5 separate regions of the Mus musculus genome follow, and regions 2, 3, 4 and 5 are each linked to region 1. The links are chromatin contacts, called in public Hi-C maps. All regions are on one chromosome and are shown on one strand. The core of a region is the stretch at or near the end of the contact, and the rest is flanking DNA. Distances in the headings are between cores, read along the strand shown.

Region 1 (3,268 bases), core at 250-2,749:
AAATAAATAAATAAATCAAAGAAGCCCAAATTTTTAGTGTGCAGCAGTCACAATGTAGTTACACTCAGGGTAAGGATGCTCAGAAACACCATCCTCGGGATAAGATCCTCTTAGGCTTTTCAAACGCAGCTGTCAAGATGCACTTATCCACAAATACGGGTTTCTGCTATACCAACATCTCAGGTTAAAATCCACTCGGGCACTTGGTGCTCAGCCACCACAATGCAGGCATCCGCCAAGTAGTTCAGACTCTGTTAAACCATCATCCAAAATAAGGATATCCATTTGATTCCTTAGTGCGCAAGCAGCAGCCATATAGGGTGAGGCACTCTGAGGTTATCTGTGCACAGCTCTGCTGCGCCACCATCCGCGGGGAAAAAAAATATCATGCAGAACCTTAGTGCGCCACCAAAACCATTCAAGTGATCCACCCTCTAAGGTTGCTTCGTTGGGTATCCGTGCGCAGCTCCACTGTGCCTCTATCCCCAAGGTAAGAACATCCGTTCAGTCACTGAAGTGCAGCCACAAATATATGTAATTCCCCAGGATTAAGATAACAAAGAGCTGTACAGGCGTTGGCTGGGTAACGGCATACGCCCAAGTCCCAGCCAAGCGTGGAGACCTCCATGGCTCATCATTGTGCTACAACCACAATGCGCCTATCCACAGGGTGATGGCGAGCCTCTGTGCTAGCGTCTCCAGGGTAAAAAGATCGGCCAAGCTCTCCGTTGCATCGCAAGCTGCAGGGTTCTGTGCTCGAAGGTATCTCAACGCTCGAAGGTATCCTCGCACGAACTGCACCGACACAGATATCTGGGCTTTTTCTGTGCCTCCTTTTGCCCATTCCTCGGTCACCACCACAAGTGAAAAACTCCCGGCTCCGCGGCAGTGTCGCAGGTCTTCTATCCAACCATTTTCAGAGTAAAGGCCGCGGATCTTCCCGGAGAGCCGAAGCTGGCCGGAGAGCCGCGGCAATGATCGTCTACATAGCACCAGCGCTTGGATGAGCTATCACACAAGGCCTAAAATCTCAATAAGATGGGCTAACAAGCCACCGGGTCCTCTTCGGTTCGTGGTCACAGAGCTGTAGTAAAGGGGTTCGCTCAGCTTCCAGCCGTGCCGCAGTCTGCAGTCTTTAGAGACGTCTGTCGAGATCTGGAATGCAGGCAGCTGTGACGCAGTCTGCTGGGCGAGTCCGCTCAGACTTCAGTGCGCAGGTGCGGCAATGCGGCAATCTGCTCGGTGGAGACACATTCTGCGGCGCCCTCTACCGGGTAGGAACGCCAGTCCACGAGGCCGGCAGCCCACACAATGAGGCCCCACAGTTGATCAGAATGGTTCTACTGAGGTAGCAACCCTTAGGGTATCGGTGCGCAGCCACACTGGATGGAGACTTGCAGCCTAAGGGTGCTCCACTGAGTTGGCAGGGAAGGCTATCCACACAAATACTCGGTACACCGCGGCCATGGCAGCAAGGCAGTCAGCGGATCTCAGTGCGCAGGCGTGGCAATGCGACAGAATGCACTTTAAGAATGCATTCTGTGGTGCCATCTAGCGGGTAAGAATGACTCTTGGTCCTTGGTTTAGGGGCACGGGGAGAGAGAGAACGTGGGTACCCCAATGGTGACTGGCGCACGGCCCCAGTGGTATAGCATCTACCTGGATAATCCATGCTGTCACACAGGGTGACGATCCACAGCCTAAGGACGCCCTGCCGGGTCTTCAGAGTGAGGGTGTCCAAGCAATAATGATATGACAAAAATGAATGTCCCACTATGTCTGCAGGGTGACGGTGTTCCACCTAGAACCAGGCTGCAGCAGCAAAAAATGCTCAATGTTAGGAACGTAGCCGGGTCCACTGAAGGCGCATGGGGAACATCCGGCATTGCGGTGCGGCGCAGCCCTGCCCATAGCTCTCCCTGCTTAGCCCCTCCTGTGAGGGAAATTCAGGCTGCCTCACTGTTGCACAGACTGTGAGAGCCATGGACTATCCTTTTGCAGTGGTAATCTGGGTGCCCCAGTGACAAGAGGCCAAGGGTGACCAGTGTACCCTTACTGGTCTGCCGAACCAATAATTTGATCCCGATTCATGTGCGATTTGCTAACAATAAGGACTATGTCTTCCAAAATGAGCTTTAAGAAGCTCATTGGGTTGGATTACCAGGAAGGGCCGGGCAACGGGGTTTCCCAGGGCTCACCGGAGGGCAATATGTGACGCACTAATAATTTCTAACCAAAAGCTGAAAGTTTAAAGTCCCACCTTTTTATATTTCTAAATATTCCAGCAATATGGCATCTTGTAGCAAGGAAGCAAAGTATTTTCATTTTATTTGTTGATCACGCTGGGAAGGGTGCCGCACGCAATGGTCCGAGGGAAGAGCCCCTGTGTCCCTGACACTCCTCTTCTTTCTTCAGTATTCACAGGGGAGAGCCTCATGTTAGTGAGGGCCACACATGAGGCAACAAGAGGCTAGGAATCAGAACCTTCCCTAAGAAATTGAGTAGAGATGTGTTTGTTTCTTTTTCTTTTTTTTTTCTTTCTTTTTTTTTTTTTTTTTTTTTTTTTTTGGATGTGTGTTGGGGGAGGGTTTTTTTGGTTTTGGGGGTTTTTGGGTGTGTGTTGGGGGAGGGTAATTTTATAACTATGTTTGTTGGGTCGCCTTCCTGCATTCTGGTTATCAGTTATTTTACCCCAATAAAATCTTTGATTGCCTCCTGCAGGGGTTGTTTGATTGACAGTAGGCTCCTTTTGTTCCACGGGGTTTTATATGCTAATTGTTAGTTTGCCTCTGCCTTCAGATCATGATAGAATTTAGTTAAAGCTTGCTATCATTCACACCGCCTTGTAAAAGACAAACTGTGTGGTTACTAATATAATTCAAAATAATTGCTTCTCTCAAAGTTTACAGCCCCGTGTTAACTTTAATTTTGAAAGTACTGGTTTTTTTTTTTCCCCCAGAGTACATGAGTGAAAATAAAGGGAAAAAAAGATGTACTAGATGTGTGTAAGTTTAATTGAAAATTCTAACCTGAGCATCAGTGAAATTGAAAACACTGTATATGCGTCAAGTCAGAAGCTGCATTGGCATATCCTGAAAATAAATGTGTGCTCATTAAATAAAACACAGAAAGCCAAATAAACAGGAGAATAGATGTGCAAAGAACACACTTTCTGCAGTGCTAACCAAGCTTATATTCCCTTGGTTTGGTTTGGTTTGGTTTTACCCAGGGCCAGTTTTACTTCTCTCCTCAGTCTTCGGATCATGAC
Region 2 (3,621 bases), core at 876-3,375, 680 kb before region 1:
GAGTTGAACTCACTGGATGTCAAAGATGCATTGGTGATGATGAATAAAGAGACTTTTTAGAGTATTTCAAATATGTTAGAATAAAAAAGATCAAGTGGCAGTTGAGAAGTGAGATCAGGGTGCATGCTTTAGAGTGAGAAATAAGAGCATGTTTGATGACACCCATTCATGGTCGACGGCAGTAATCTAGTGGAATAAGAGGTGTGAGGTTCAAATGCTTGAAATGGTAGAGTAACGTCCTTGAATAGGAAAGAATGGGTATGTGTGTAGTAATACAAGGCAGGGCTGAATCAAAACAAATATAGGAGGTAGCAGAATAGCCATAGAAGCTACAGACAATGGTAGGCAGGCAGTGTGGCAGCTCAACCTTGATAAATCAAACTTCTAATTCTATCTCCTTTCTTATTGAAAGAGAATACAAGGAATAAGGATGGGTGAGGTGCATGTCTTGAGAAAAGAGAAAATTATATGATGCACTGTTCTTATGAGCAATAGAAAAGGAGAGCGGTGGTGAGATTTGGCATGTTAACTGCCCCATTTCAAGCCCATGATTCCCATAACTGATGTGTAAGCCACTGTTCCCGCATCAGACCCCTTTAACTCCAGGCATACCAGAGCAGAGAGGCAGAAATAAGGAAACAATCTAATCTACACTGAGGGTTGGCTGCTTTGCCCACTGTGTAATATGAAAAAAGATAAAAGAAAATGAAGCCAAGTATGCTAAGTCTCTGTCTGACACAGGACAGTACAGACCTGACTCCCGGACTCAGGAACAGGATCCAAGAGGATGAGAAATTGTTCACATCTGTGTTAGTTACTTTTCTAGTAATGTGATAAAACACCATGGTCACGACAACTTAAGAAGGAAGAGTTGATTTGACCTATAGTTCCAGAGGGATACGAGTTTATCCTATGGTGGAAGAACAGTACCCAACATGGATGGAAGTAGGAGAAGGAAGCTGAGAGATCATATCTTCAAATGCAAACAGGAAGTTAAGGAGCAACATGAAAGTGGTGCAGGCCATTAATTCCAAAGCTCAACCCATAGTGATGTACTTCCTCCCGCAAGGATATACCATTAGCCTTTGGAAAGACAAGAGGTGGATGCAGCTACATCTCACTCTGGGGTACCTATTTAAATACAAGAAGTGGGTGTGATGGTTAATGTTGATTTTCAACTTGATAGGATTTATAATCACCATGGAACCAAACCTTTGGGCATGTCAGTGAGGTATTATCAAGATTAGGTTAATGGGTGTGAAATAAACCATACTAAATGTAGTAGGTATCATTCCATGGGCTAGATACCTAGAAGAAAACTATCTGGGCACATGCATTCTCCACTCTTTGCTAAGCTCTTCACTGGGCATGCGATGTGCCTAGCTGCCTCCTGCTGCTATTCTCTTCCCACCAATGGTGGGCAATTACTTTGGAAATGTAAGCCAAAATAACTCTTCCTGCCTTGAGGTGTTTTTGACAGGTGTTCTGTTTCAGCAACTAAACAGGTAACTACTAGAAGCATCCATACTCCTTTAAACACCAACATTGTATGAGTCTGTAAGTACAATCAATCAGCATGCAAAAGAATACACAATAATTAATAGAAATTTTATCTAGTCGAGAATCTTCCTAAGGCTGAGGGTATATGAGGAGGAGACAATGTCGTGTTCTTAAATATACCTTCTTTTTTTCAATCTGAAATTTATTTGAACAAGTAAAAAAAAATGGATATTTTGAACCAGGAGGTCAATTATGCTAGAAAGAATGCACACTTTTATACTTTAACCAAACATTAGAGTTAACAGTTGGCATTACTGATTATTTAAAGGGGATTTTACCTGGTTGTCTGAGTGTTCCTACCTGCCCTTAATGCTCCCTAACACACAGCAAAACAAGGGGTGAGGCAACATCAAAGCTTCCTTCTTTCTTTTCATATACTTCAGTTGTTTAACATCAAAAGGAAAATGTTCTGATGTGCAAGCCCAGAGTTTGCACCATCCCCACTTGTAGACGAGACTTGGGAAAGTTCATTTCCTTTCTTCAGTCTGGGTTTCACTGCTCAGAAAATGAGGAGCTTGAATCGGATGCGTAGTTTCAGCTTAGCCTCCTACCACCTCGGCCATCCATTGCCGGGGTGAGTCACCTCATCTTAATCAGCTTATCGTGTCTGAGAATGATGGAAAGTACCACTCGAGGATGACCTCAAATAACATTTTATGAAAGCACAAAGAGCAATATTGTCCCTAGTAGAACCTCAGCACAGAGTCCTGGGAGCACAGGGACTCTGGTTTAATAAAACCATTGCTTCTTGCACGGCTTCATTTTGGATTGACACTTTATCCTAGACAACATAGGATAGTTTTTGTATGTGTGGACAGCAGATAGGAAGGTGTTTTGGAGACAGAAAATGTGGGAACTACATCTTCTTAAATTTAATAAATCTTGCTTAAATTTTAGTTCATTCTAATACCAATCATTCCTTCTATCTGAATGTGGACTCAAGTTCAAAAATTAGATATTAAGAGTTTAAAGGTCATTGATGTATTCATATTACACCTTGGTGCGAGGAAAAAATGAACCCACTATGTGGTGGCATAAATGTGATAGAGGTAACACATGAGGAAAGAGAGACTCAAGATATTTATACATTGTGATGCTACATTTTAAACACCAGCAAAGGAACACATGTCATGTCTGCTTTCTTTCAATAACCAAGTTCTGATTAAGCACAATCTTCCAATAATGCAAAGCCATACTTTCCTGGTGGCTCCCTAAATAGATGGTAAAGGTTGACTTTCAGATTATTAAATTTGTGTGACATAATATAATGACTAGAAAACCAGAGATGGAAAATGTGTCCCTCTCTACCAGATGAGCCCAGCTATTTTTTCCCTAGTTCAGTCTCAGAAGCATCTTATGTTTCCATTCTCATCTTTACTGCCCTATTAATTGACAATCATTCCTGGAAGGGGATTTGAGTGACTTTTATGGGGCAATTGTGAGTCTACCATTCTCTTATTGTTCTTCAGTTCCCACCATGAGATCATTTCCTGCAGCTGTCAGTAAATACATTGAATCTAATCTGGATGGTAGCCTCAGGATTTCCTACAGTTTCCTCTGATTAGCAAAGCGAAGCACTGCTGGTCCCTGTTCTGGGCAGGAGCATCAGAAGTGGAAGGAGAAAGGTGACAGCATAGTGGACAGAGAGCTAGCTTAGGACAAAGAAGGCAGCATTAACACAATTCCATGCTAACAAGGAACTCCATGGACTCCATCTCTTACATGTTGATGGTCTTCAGGAATTAATACACAATGACATATGCTCAAAAGCAATTCTCTATGTCACTTCTCTTCATTTGTAATTCACGCAAAGACCTCAGGACTTCCTCAAATTAGAAGAATAAAATCTCCCAATTTAAATGGACCACTGAAAAGGGCAAATTGCCTGAGATACAACTGCCTATGGGCTACAAAAAGGAGACCCTGTTTTAGAGTTTGGACTCTCTGGGAAGAATAATATATTTAAAGATGGATGCTGATCATATCTATGACAAATTAAGAACAGCTCAGTAGCTCACTGGTAGTAATTTATTTTCTTGCTCCTTGGGGGTCATGTGTCAG
Region 3 (3,428 bases), core at 120-2,619, 880 kb before region 1:
AGGGAGACGGCTAAGTGAGTGAAGCATGAAGGCTTGGGTCTGAACATCAGGAAATTAGCACTAAGTGGAAAGAGACAGACTCCTGCAGCTCATGGACCTTACACTGTATCCAATGTATCTAATACAATCGAGGAGCCTTGTCTCACATCCTATTGTGGAGGAAATAACATATTCAGTGGAAAGAAAATACCTAGCATTGACTTCTGGCCTCCACACACATGTCCTCACACACATATAAACTACTACACACACATGCAGAGGAAAACTTGCAAAGTTGCAATCCTGCCCTTCAGTGACTGCCAACCACTTGTTTCTACCACCCCTTGGCACTAGTCCTACAAAGATGTATGCCATTAGAAGAGTGTGCCCTCCTGACGCTGGTACATAGGAAATAACACAGGCAGTACAGGGAGCCTCTGTCTTGAGGCGAAAGGGAACCTCAACTTGGAGAGGATTATCTATTTAGTTTTCCATAACTGATGGGAGGAAACCAGGAGGTGTGAAAATAACCAAAGGTCTATAAGAGATTGCCGTGAGCTTGTGCAAAGAGCAAAGAACAGAGATCAGGAGGAGTTTGGGAAGGGAACTGGCTTCCCACTGTGGGTTGCCATGAACTTCATCCTCATGATTCAGTATTCCAAATTTTACACTTAGCTAAAGTTCTGGACACATTTTTGTCTTGCCAAAACAAGATCCCTCTAGGACTCAGCATAAAGAGCTAGGTGACACCCAATTTTTCTCCTCTCATACTAGACATTCCCTTGTCCAAGGTCCATACCCAGCTGACCAGATACTAGTCCTGGGCCCTGCCCTTCTTCATGCTACACAGTCATGTGTGTGCCCAGAGACCTGATTACACCTTTGATTCATTTTTTTCTAGTACACAAGTTACCCAAGACATTACCGATGTATATTCCAGATGATTCTATGTATTGGATAAGTTTTTCACGCATATATAAACTCATGTTTTATAGGTGTGAAACACTAAACGTGCAGTTACAAACCTAAGGCTGGCTCTGGCTCTTGCACTAGAATGTTCCAGATTCCGATAAAATTGCTCAGGTCCTAACTCCAATTGACAATGGTTCCTGTCTCCTCCTTACCTTCTAGATCAGGCAAATGGGTAGGCTATGGCAAAGTGCAGGCAAGCACTCCTTATCTACTGTGCTGTAACAAGGAGCTAGGTATCGCTTCAGCCTGGGTACCAATCATCTGCGTTCACCATGCCAATCGAGAAAAACATCAGTGTTGTCCAAAATGAGTGCATTTACCTTGCCAAAGATTCTGCTGTCTGTCTATGACTAATCTCTCTCTTTCTCTCTCTTTTTAAAAAGTGGGCCCAGATTCCTTCTCCTACCTGTTGTTTTAGGCTATCTTCATTCACAGTCTAATTTTTTTTTAATCTGTTCCATTCCTTCATGAAGCCCGAGTGTGCATCCTGATGTTTAGGAGTGCTTCTTGATGCTTCTTTGATGGAAATCGATGGGGAGGAAATGACAGGTGGCAAGCAAGAGAAGCAGCGATACGACTTTTGAGTAAGTCATCCTATCTCAGGCAGTCCTGACTCAGCCAGGGACTAATGTCACAGGAAGCTGCTCCTGAGCCCACAACATCTCAATTAGCTGTTTCTCTCTTCCGTTTTTGTTGCAGGCATTAAACTCAAACAACGCTCACAGGATGGAACACAGCCAGAAATGGTGAGCAATTCCAGACTAGAAGAGGGGCAGAAGTCCCTGAATTCCCCAAGTCACCAATTGTTAAGCCATTAGAGGCAGCAGAGCAAGAGACAGACCCTCAGTTCTCCCAGTGCACCCTGCAGCAATGTCTTACTTATTGCTTCCCTGTGCTAGACCATGGACCCTCAGGAACCACCTTCTGCCTTTTACCCAGTCTTCTCCATGCCCAGCCTATGAACTGAGCCATGTTGGGACCTCAACAACTTCTGCAGCCTCCATGTGTGTCCAACTCTGAACCGAGATTCCATCTTATCATTTGGTCATCAGGAGGCTCCTGACTGATGGTCTCCCTCTTCCCTCTATAATTGTTTCCAAACTCAAATGAATGGTTTCAGAGCACAAGTCTGGATCCTCGCTGTGGTATCAAACATGACAATGAGCAAATGCAGTCAGGCACAAAGAAGTCAGAACACGCTGAGTACTGGGGTAAATATTTGATGAAATTTCAAGCAGATTTGGGTTGGATCATGGTATTACAGTTCAGTTTCTCATAAAAAAATCCTTTATCTTTTGGAGACAGTGTGCTAAAATATTCATATGTAAATTGCAGGACTAAGAATTGCTTCCAAACTCAAGCCCAGTGATGGGCAGACTGAGTGTTGATATAAATAAAACAGACGTTTCAATGACTTCATAAATGTTGAAGTGGATATGGGAATATAGAGGTTCACTAGGCTATTCTTTCAATGTTTGCATATTTTCCCATAATAGAACATGGTGAAGGCAGCCCATATTGCTCCACACTTCATACTAAATAAAAAACACAGTCCTTCAAAGACCTCCAGGGCTGAACACTAATTGTTCTCAGGTTCTCTTAGCTTCATTCCCCCTGCTAGACCCTTGATGGCTCTAAGAATGCCTTCCCTAGATATGCCAAGAAGTCCCTGTCCCAGGGCCCCAGTAAAGGCTGCTCATGTCCTTTCTACAGCTGTCAGCCTGGCCAGCTACCCCATTGCCTGAGAGCCTGCTCAAGCCCAGCATTCTCTTTGGGACCTTTCCACACCAACTGCTTAAACACTAAACAGCTGTGTCTGCATCCCTCTGCCTGCCAGAATATCAGCAGTAGGTACCCTCAGTAGACCACCACCATGGCGAGTCGATGATGAAGAAACTTTTGTTGAACTTATAGTAGAAGGAAAGGGAGGAAGATATAAGGCTAGGGTAGGACAAAGGGAAAAGACCAAAAGACCAAGAAAAAAATGTGGAAAGGGGAATGGAAGGGGCAAAGTCCCCAAGGCCATGACTTTGGAGTTTTAACTGATTCATGCCCAAACTAGAGATCAGTACACATAAGTCATAGTAGCTCCCTTCTATGAACACTTCCTATGTTGTGCAGCCATCTTTAGCATCCCATTAACTACAGGGCTGCAACAGACAGTATCTGCTCCCACATCACTCCCTGGAAGCATGGCAGCCTTCTCTAAGCTGGGCTTCCCTTCTCTTCAGAATATCTCATCATCTTTATCCACCTCCCAAGAGACCTGATATAACCTAGCCTTAGGGGACTTTGAGCATCCGACTGGAGAGTGCACATCTTTTGGGGAAATTATGAGAGAGATAGCAGAATATCTATGCAATGTCAGAGCTCAACACAAGGTGTGGAAACATGGGGTACACTGAGAGACTGTGCAAAGGCAGGCAGGCTTTGGAGAAGTATGTGGTTTTGAGCAGGAATACCCAAGGGGCTGTTGA
Region 4 (3,622 bases), core at 466-2,965, 700 kb before region 1:
TATATATATATATATATATATATATATATATATATAACTTTCTGTTTTGTTCATCAGAATGAAGATCAAGGAAGCTGGGCTGAGGTCAACCTTGATCCCCTCTAGAACAGGGCTTGACATGTGACTGGTACAGCTATGCAGCAGATAACACTTCAGACTTCAGCTCACACATCTCTGCACTCAGACCACGGAGGTTAGTAAATGTGGCATATATAAGAATCCACCGTTTCTGATAATGGTCACATGACAGAATCATAATACCATAATACTGGAAGAGCCAGCAGACCACAGCTCAGACGTTGAGCAGTATCTCAAAGCCTAGTTATGACAATGCTCTCTCCTTGCACAGTGCATTATGATGAATGAAGTCAAGTTCGGACTCCAGTCCTATGAATTACCAAGATTCTTAAGTAAGACATGCTGGGAAAGGCCCTCTAGGCCAGGAAAGACAAGGGATTGCCAGGCCAAGGTATAAGAAAAAGCTTGAAGCTAGGGTGAATGTAGGAAGGTGTGTGATATCTGTCTGTCTGTCTATCTATCATCTGTCTAGGTGTGGGTATGGAGTATGGGTGTGGGAGTGCATTTGTGTACTATTATGTGTGTTTGTGAATTTGCTTTATTTATATTTATTTGTTTGTTTGTATGTATGCACATATAAATACACGTATTTGCGTGCATGACCTTTGTGTGTATTTGTATGTGTGTACAAATTTGTCTATGTATGTTAAAGCATGCATGAGTGTACATATAGAAAGACATAAAGTTTCTCTATGTGACATGGGTGATCAAATACAGTCATAGATAGAGTCAGAGGATAGCTGGGTTTACAGAAGATCGCTGAGAAGAGAGGACTTTGAGAAAGTTAGTGGGTGAGGGCATTCTGACTGAGTGGCAGACAAGGGTAAGATGATGGTAGGAGTATCAGGAGCCATTGCATGCTGAACAGAACAAGAGGAGAAAGCTCAAGCAAGCACCAACCAGGAACCTACATTTTGTTGCTGTGTGGCTTCATTCAACTCCTGGGTCTCCTCAGCATCTCAGTAGATCAATAGCAACACAGTCAACACTGCAGGATCACTCCGGAGGTTAACATACATTTGCCATGGCCAAAGGGCTCAGTGCAATGAGATGGCAGACTCTGTTTAACCTCAGAAGGATCTGTTTATGCCAACATCACCATCGGTACATTAGAGTTGAGTAACACTGGTGTGAAAGGAACTGCATTCATCAGAAGCATCTAGAACCTTCAGCTACAGATGCCCAGCTACACCCCAGTCAATGCCAAGTCACTGACCTAGAATGGACATGGCCTGCAGATCACGACTAAACAAGAACATTGGGTGACTGCTCACTGGGAGATGGTGCACACAGCAGTGAAGGCCCCCTTGGAGACTGGATGTTTCGTGAGTCAGTGTCTTGACTTTGGCTCTGCCACTCCTGTCCAGAGTGACCCTCTAGAGTCATCCCTGTGGCTGGTTTTCCCACCCGGGCCCCACAGGTTGCCTTGGCTGCCTTCTTCTCTCCCTTCCTCTCTGTACCCTAATCTAATTATCACAGCAACCAGATGTGACAGGCCCCCTCTCTAACCCACTTCAATATCTCAGAGAGCACCTTCCAAGACCGGGCCCTTTTATCATTTGCCAGGCCCCAACCCTAGAAACCTGGAAGGTATCCTTATGCTAATTAGCCCTGAAGTGTCCTCTGCCAGAATAATCCTATTACAGGGTCCAGGAGCAGCTGCAGGCTGTCACAATCAAATCCAGTGGGAGCAGACACATCAAGAGGGTCAGCCTTCTGGAACAGCATGCCCGCCTCCTGCCACAGCCTCTGTCTCCAAGCTCTTCTGGGCATCTGCACCTCTCTCTCTGTATTTTTGAAATGAGATGGAGGAGAGGAAATGGATGTATGCAAATCCTTTTACATTAGTCTACAGAGCTCACTGGATAGTTCAAACCCATCTATGAATCTCTCTCCCAGCACACCCTTCACAGCACAGATGTGTGTGTGTGTGTGTGTGTGTGTGTGTGTGTGTGTGTGTGTGTGTGTGTGTATCCCCTGTGGTATATATTATAGTCCCCTGTGGTCCCTTCTAGATCCCTCCTTACAGTGAGCTTTAATCTTGTATTGAGTACAGATATACATAAGAGAACCCAGAGTTTATGATCCAACTACTGAACTCATATCTAAGATCTATCACCTATATCTGAGCTCACACATGCTTCTTTCTGGGGCCCAACACACCCATCATGAACCAAAAAACTTGACACTATATAAGTTCTTTGTTTCTTGTGTAGATGGGCATTATCTATCAGTATATTGTAGCTCCTTCTATTATGTTAACGTGTGGCAACCACTAATATCTGTTGAATGATTGAGCCCATTGTCTGCTTGCTACTGGGCTGCCAGTTGCAGGTGCATCAACTAATGTAGTTACAAACTAGCTGGAACACAAGAACCAACAAGCAAAATTTAAAAAGTGAAAAAAAGAAAACATCAAAACCACAAAACAAAGCAAAGTGGAAGCCAGGGGCTTTGCAACCTGTTCTGTAGGGAAACCTGGCTAGAAACAGCTTGACACTATTTATAGTTTTCATTTCTTTTTTATGAATATTTATGTCTGCTTGGAAAAAGCACAGATGAGCTTTACTACGGTGTCTTGGCCTTGACTCTCTTGGGGTACTTGCAATATTTGAAACATTCACTTTGGGGATTGAATTTCTACAGTTTGAAAATTTGCTGGCTTGTGCTACAATCCTGGGCCTAGCATTTTGGGTAAAGCATTTGAACTTGCCTGTACTGTCAGTGTTTTGGGGGTGACAGAACCAGACTAAGAATTTTAATATTTGCTAAGATCAGTTGATAAGTATGTTGGCTTGACTCTGAACCAATGGAACATTCTGTTTCTGCCAGAGGAGGCAAGTTGAAAGAGATCATAGGCGTTCAAGAACTTGGGCCATTGGCCTCTAAGCATCCTTTGTAAAGCTGAGATCTATAGATACCAGGCTAAAAACAGCCACCCTTTAAAATTAATGTTTACCAATATATCTATTCTCTACCTTCAATCTTATTCAGCAACCCAATGGTCAATGTGGGATGGAAGAACAAACCAATATGCTTAGTGGAAGCAATCTGTCAGGTCAGTGCTATATTGAAGAAACTGAGTTATGCTTCATTGCTCCACAGATATTAGGAAAGATTTGCTGTGGTAAAGGGAACGCTGAGAGAAGTATCACACACAGCCTGATGGACAAACGCCTCAGCTTGGAAAGCAAAGGTTAGACATGATCTGATCAGCTCAGCAGAGCTGGAGCTGTGTAAGAGAGGCCACCAGAAAGCAGCAGTTACTGCTAAGTTGTGGTACTGAGTTGAGAAGGGGCAACCAAGAAAACCCATCCATTCTCTGCTACCCTCCGGCTTCTGCTGGCACTGCCCAAGCACCAGTCAACAACAGCTCAGCAAAGATCTCTCTCTCTCTCTCTCTCTCTCTCTCTCTCTCTCTCTCTCTCTCTCTCTCACACACACACACACACACACACACACACACACACACACACTATAAAACTGGCCATGGCCAACACTGGGCATAAAAGATGACAGGGTGGAGCATGGATGGATGAGGCAG
Region 5 (3,695 bases), core at 518-3,017, 760 kb before region 1:
CACTTTGCTTCAAATGGAAACATTCTGTCATGGAATGAAGTTCATTAAGCCTAGAAAGTTCTGAAGGGAGGCTCATTAAAACCCAGACATCAAACAACCCACAAGCCTCAGGATGTTCCTGAAACCAGATTTGCAAAGTCCCTTCCTCCCCAGGGTTGTAAAGCAGGAAGAACAACTGAAGAGGAGAGATCTGTTGAGCTACCTGAAAGCCATGCAGAGAACTCTGGGGTTCCAGCTTTCCTGATTCACTATCCATGTTTGGGTGAGCTTTCAGGGATGTAGTTCCTGTAAGCAACTCCTCACCCATACTCCTGCAAGTAAATGCAATGAACTCGTTGGTTCACGAAGTTGACTTTGCTAGCAGGAACTACATCCCTGAAAGCTCACCCAAACATGGATAGTGAATCAGGAAAGCTGGAACCCCAGAGTTCTCTGCATGGCTTTCAGGTAGCTCAACAGATCTCTCCTCTTCAGTTGTTCTTCCTGCTTTACAACCCTGGGGAGGAAGGGACTTTGCAAATCTGGTTTCAGGAACATCCTGAGGCTTGTGGGTTGTTTGATGTCTGGGTTTTAATGAGCCTCCCTTCAGAACTTTCTAGGCTTAATGAACTTCATTCCATGACAGAATGTTTCCATTTGAAGCAAAGTGCTCTACCACCATGATACTAGGAGGAGAGGGCCCATGTTGAGTGATGGAACAGTCAAGAGAAAGCCAGGTACCCCAGTACAGAGACTTGGAGGATCTAACAACTGGAGGTATATTGCTCTTATCTGAGGGCCCACTAGGCTACTGTGATGGTTTAAATAAGAATGACCCCCTGTAAACTCATATACTTAAATGTGTAATCACCAAGGTGTGAAGCTCTTTGAAAGGGTTATATGGATTAGGAAGTGTGGCCCTGTTGGAGTAAGTATCATTTTGTTGGAGGAAGTATGTCACTAGGGAAGTGGGTGTGCTTTGAGATTTTAAAAGCCCATGCCAGGCCCAGCACCTTTCTCTTCCTGCTGCCTGAAGATTAGGATGTAGAACTCTCAACTATTTCTCCAGTTCTACATTTGTCTGTGTGCTTTCTGCCATGACAATAATGTACTAACTTTTATAAGGAAGCCCCTAATTGAATTCTTTCTTTTTTATAAGAGTTACCTTGGTCATTGGTCATGGTGTCTCTTCACAGCAGTGACTAAGGTAGCCTTCTCTGGTTTCCTATAGATAGATGTCAATCTCAGACCAGCCCAAGCCCTAAGAGGGGTCACATTCCATGGATTGCCACAAAGGGCCAGACCAGTACAGAGAGGGGTGAAAGATCTTTTCTAGAGTCCCGTCCAGACCAGGGCTGCATATGTATGGCTCTGTCGGGATGATTCCTGGTGGGAGAGCGCCCCCTGGTGCCAGTAGGAGTAATGGTTCCTGACTAGAGCTGTGACCTCTTCCAGGGTTGTGATCTCAGATTTCTTCTACTGTGTGATCATGCCTGTGGTGTCTGCAAAGCAGTGATTTCCCCGGGGGGTGGGGGTGGGGGGCGGCTGGGGGAAAGAGGGGAAGGGACAGTTCCAAATAGCAGAGGAAGGGAGGTTAAACACTTTAAGATCCGGTGTCCTCTCACCCAGGGCCTTTTCTAGAAGCCCCTTTTGTCTCACCCCCTCCAGTTGCCCTTTGGAGGTCTGGGTCTCTGGGAGTAGTATTCAGGCTCAGGATGTGTCCCGGGTCTGCATGAGCCACAGTCAGTGGACTCTCTCAATCTTGTTCACACATACAGCAAAGTGCTTCTCACAATGGACACATTTCCAAATACGAGGCAGTTGGTGAATGGCTGCCCCTAGGAGTTGCCAGCATTTGCTTTCTGCACATTTCCACCACCCTGCCTTGCTTATTACGGCCCTAATTACTCTGTATGCCTGCATCTGCCTGCCCCTTTACAGACCAGAGGGAGCCATTCCCAGGCATAACCGCCAGCTGTAACCACCACCCAACCACAGCTCACTCGACATGATACCAGCTTAATGATCCGTGTATGGCCACTTTCAGGCTATGCCCACCAGGGGTTTATGAAGCTTACACAACAGCTAAACCAGCCAATGAATTTCTTCCCTTCATGGACCCCTCAGGGTCTCAGCAATAGGCTACTTTAATACAGACATCTAAGGGACATTTGCATGGGGTATACCAGAGAGGAAAGGTTTGGTTGCACTTCTGACTTTGGATAATTAATTCTATAGTCCATTCTGCTGGGCTCAGAGATGTGTGGTCAAATATTATTCTGGAAACTTCTCTGAGGAGCTTTCAAAGGGCATCATCATTTAAGCCCATTGATGTTGAGAAACACACACTGTTCTCTCTCTCTCAAACAAGCTGACTCATCCAGTCGAAGTCTGAATGAAGCAACAGACCGGCCTTCCCTAAGCAGATGATACTTCAGTCTGATGGCCTGTGGGACTTGAACATTCGCTTCTTCAAAGTTTCTAGCGCGCACACACACACACACACACACACACACACACAAACACACACAGGCCCAATGAGGCTGAGAATGTTTTGATCACCCTGACCTTCACATGCCATCAGGGAGTCCTTGGGCTCCCTCTGCTGGACAGAAGGAAAATCTTCACTTGTTTTCTGATCTTGGCCTGCCAGGTACCAGGGCCACTTGCCTGCCCTTCTACCATATTTGAACCTTCTTCAGTGCATCTGCCTCTGGAGTCTCTTGTATGAGCTATGCAGGCATGAGAAGAGAGAATGTCTCTGGATTCTTCATCTCTGGAGCTGAGAGAACAGAGACCTGAGATGCAGAAAGGTAGAAGAAGGAATCGGGGCCTACAAGGCAATCTTGTTCCATTTATCACATTCTGCAGTGGTTCCCAGGAAGTGACACAAGGACCAGGTAGAGGATGCATTGAAGGCCAAGAAGAGCCCAAAGTCCTGAATCCCATGCCAGGCATACCCTTTCTGTTGCTTAGATTGGGGTCACCTCCCACCTGAGCTTCTATTTTCTGTTTGTCAGTAGTCTTATATCTCCCCTATGGTATGTGCACAATCTTGTCTCCATGATGCCTGCTGTAGGTGAAAAGGATGCTAAGGTCAATCCTCCCAGTGTAGTGACTCACAGTGCTACTGTGGCATGGCCTTCTGATGTACCCAGTAGCTCTGCATGAGCCCTCAGTGTCCACTATGCTCCTCATGTACACAGGATGTATGCCACTGCCACCCAACAGGAAGACACAGGACTCTCAGACATCTGGATGGAGTGACATTTTGTAATAAAGATGTGTGCATACTATAAAATAGACATCCAGATTTTATAAGGCAAATTATATATTATATTGTCTTATACATTATATATTTGAATATGTAATATAAATGACAGACATTTAAGATATACAAGTGAATAGTTATTGAAAAGAATAGTCTTGTGTTCATGTGTATTATACATAAACATGTGTATGGATCAGTGTGTGTATTTACATTTATAGCAGACATGCATATTTACGAGTATAATATATACGTGTAAATATATTGTATATATGTCCCATAGGCTCTGTGAAGGATTAGCTCCAGGACTCTAAATCAAAACCTGCCACTTCTCGAGTTCCTTACATAGGATTGTATAGCGTTTTGCATCCTCTATATTGTCAGCCTTCTCTAGACGACTTAAACGATGCCTCACATAATGTAAGGGCTTGAAAATGGGTTGTGTACA

What was found. A called contact is a pair of places that touch in the nucleus more often than the background predicts.
Region 2: a contact with region 1 is called in a Hi-C map of the N1E-115 cell line, with 3 times the contacts expected there. The contact joins the enhancer-like site here to the promoter of Peg13 in region 1. A contact is called at or near these places in 2 of 484 Hi-C or Micro-C datasets (the N1E-115 cell line and cerebellar granule neurons) and 3 of 115 datasets of contacts at active chromatin or transcription factors (bone marrow-derived macrophages, large pre-B cells and neural tube).
Region 3: a Hi-C map of the N1E-115 cell line shows a contact between it and region 1, with 5 times the contacts expected there. The contact joins the enhancer-like site here to the promoter of Peg13 in region 1. A contact is called at or near these places in 1 of 15 datasets of contacts at CTCF or cohesin (large pre-B cells), 10 of 484 Hi-C or Micro-C datasets (B cells, the C2C12 cell line, CD8 T cells and 6 more) and 6 of 115 datasets of contacts at active chromatin or transcription factors (bone marrow-derived macrophages, embryonic forebrain, embryonic hindbrain and 3 more).
Region 4: a Hi-C map of cerebellum shows a contact between it and region 1, with 1.9 times the contacts expected there. The contact joins the enhancer-like site here to the promoter of Peg13 in region 1. A contact is called at or near these places in 1 of 484 Hi-C or Micro-C datasets (cerebellum) and 3 of 115 datasets of contacts at active chromatin or transcription factors (bone marrow-derived macrophages, embryonic forebrain and large pre-B cells).
Region 5: a Hi-C map of the N1E-115 cell line shows a contact between it and region 1, with 17 times the contacts expected there. The contact joins the enhancer-like site here to the promoter of Peg13 in region 1. A contact is called at or near these places in 3 of 484 Hi-C or Micro-C datasets (the N1E-115 cell line and cerebellum), 4 of 115 datasets of contacts at active chromatin or transcription factors (embryonic forebrain, embryonic midbrain, forebrain and 1 more) and 1 of 9 other capture datasets (embryonic stem cells).

What each region holds. Positions count from the first base shown.
Region 1 is chr15:72,808,825-72,812,092 of GRCm38.p6, forward strand. It overlaps Peg13 (paternally expressed 13), which reads right to left and starts at 1,500. Exons shown (of 1, transcript NR_002864.2): 1 at 1-1,500. All of the region lies in intron 16 of Trappc9 (trafficking protein particle complex 9), which reads right to left.
Region 2 is chr15:72,132,281-72,135,901 of GRCm38.p6, forward strand. It overlaps a transcript of Col22a1 not described here. Among named protein-coding and RNA genes, the nearest start is that of Col22a1, 100 kb to the left of the region's middle. Within about 2 kb of position 2,126, at least 2 of the 459 cell types and tissues checked have an H3K27ac peak or open chromatin away from gene starts, as enhancers often do. A contact at or near this core is called in the N1E-115 cell line, where this site is marked.
Region 3 is chr15:71,927,987-71,931,414 of GRCm38.p6, forward strand. All of the region lies in intron 22 of Col22a1 (collagen, type XXII, alpha 1), which reads right to left. Among named protein-coding and RNA genes, the nearest start is that of Col22a1, 100 kb to the right of the region's middle. Within about 2 kb of position 1,370, at least 1 of the 459 cell types and tissues checked has an H3K27ac peak or open chromatin away from gene starts, as enhancers often do. A contact at or near this core is called in the N1E-115 cell line, where this site is marked.
Region 4 is chr15:72,104,471-72,108,092 of GRCm38.p6, forward strand. It overlaps a transcript of Col22a1 not described here. Among named protein-coding and RNA genes, the nearest start is that of Col22a1, 72 kb to the left of the region's middle. Within about 2 kb of position 1,716, at least 7 of the 459 cell types and tissues checked have an H3K27ac peak or open chromatin away from gene starts, as enhancers often do. A contact at or near this core is called in cerebellum, where this site is marked.
Region 5 is chr15:72,049,069-72,052,763 of GRCm38.p6, forward strand. It overlaps a transcript of Col22a1 not described here. Among named protein-coding and RNA genes, the nearest start is that of Col22a1, 17 kb to the left of the region's middle. Within about 2 kb of position 1,768, at least 10 of the 459 cell types and tissues checked have an H3K27ac peak or open chromatin away from gene starts, as enhancers often do. A contact at or near this core is called in the N1E-115 cell line, where this site is marked.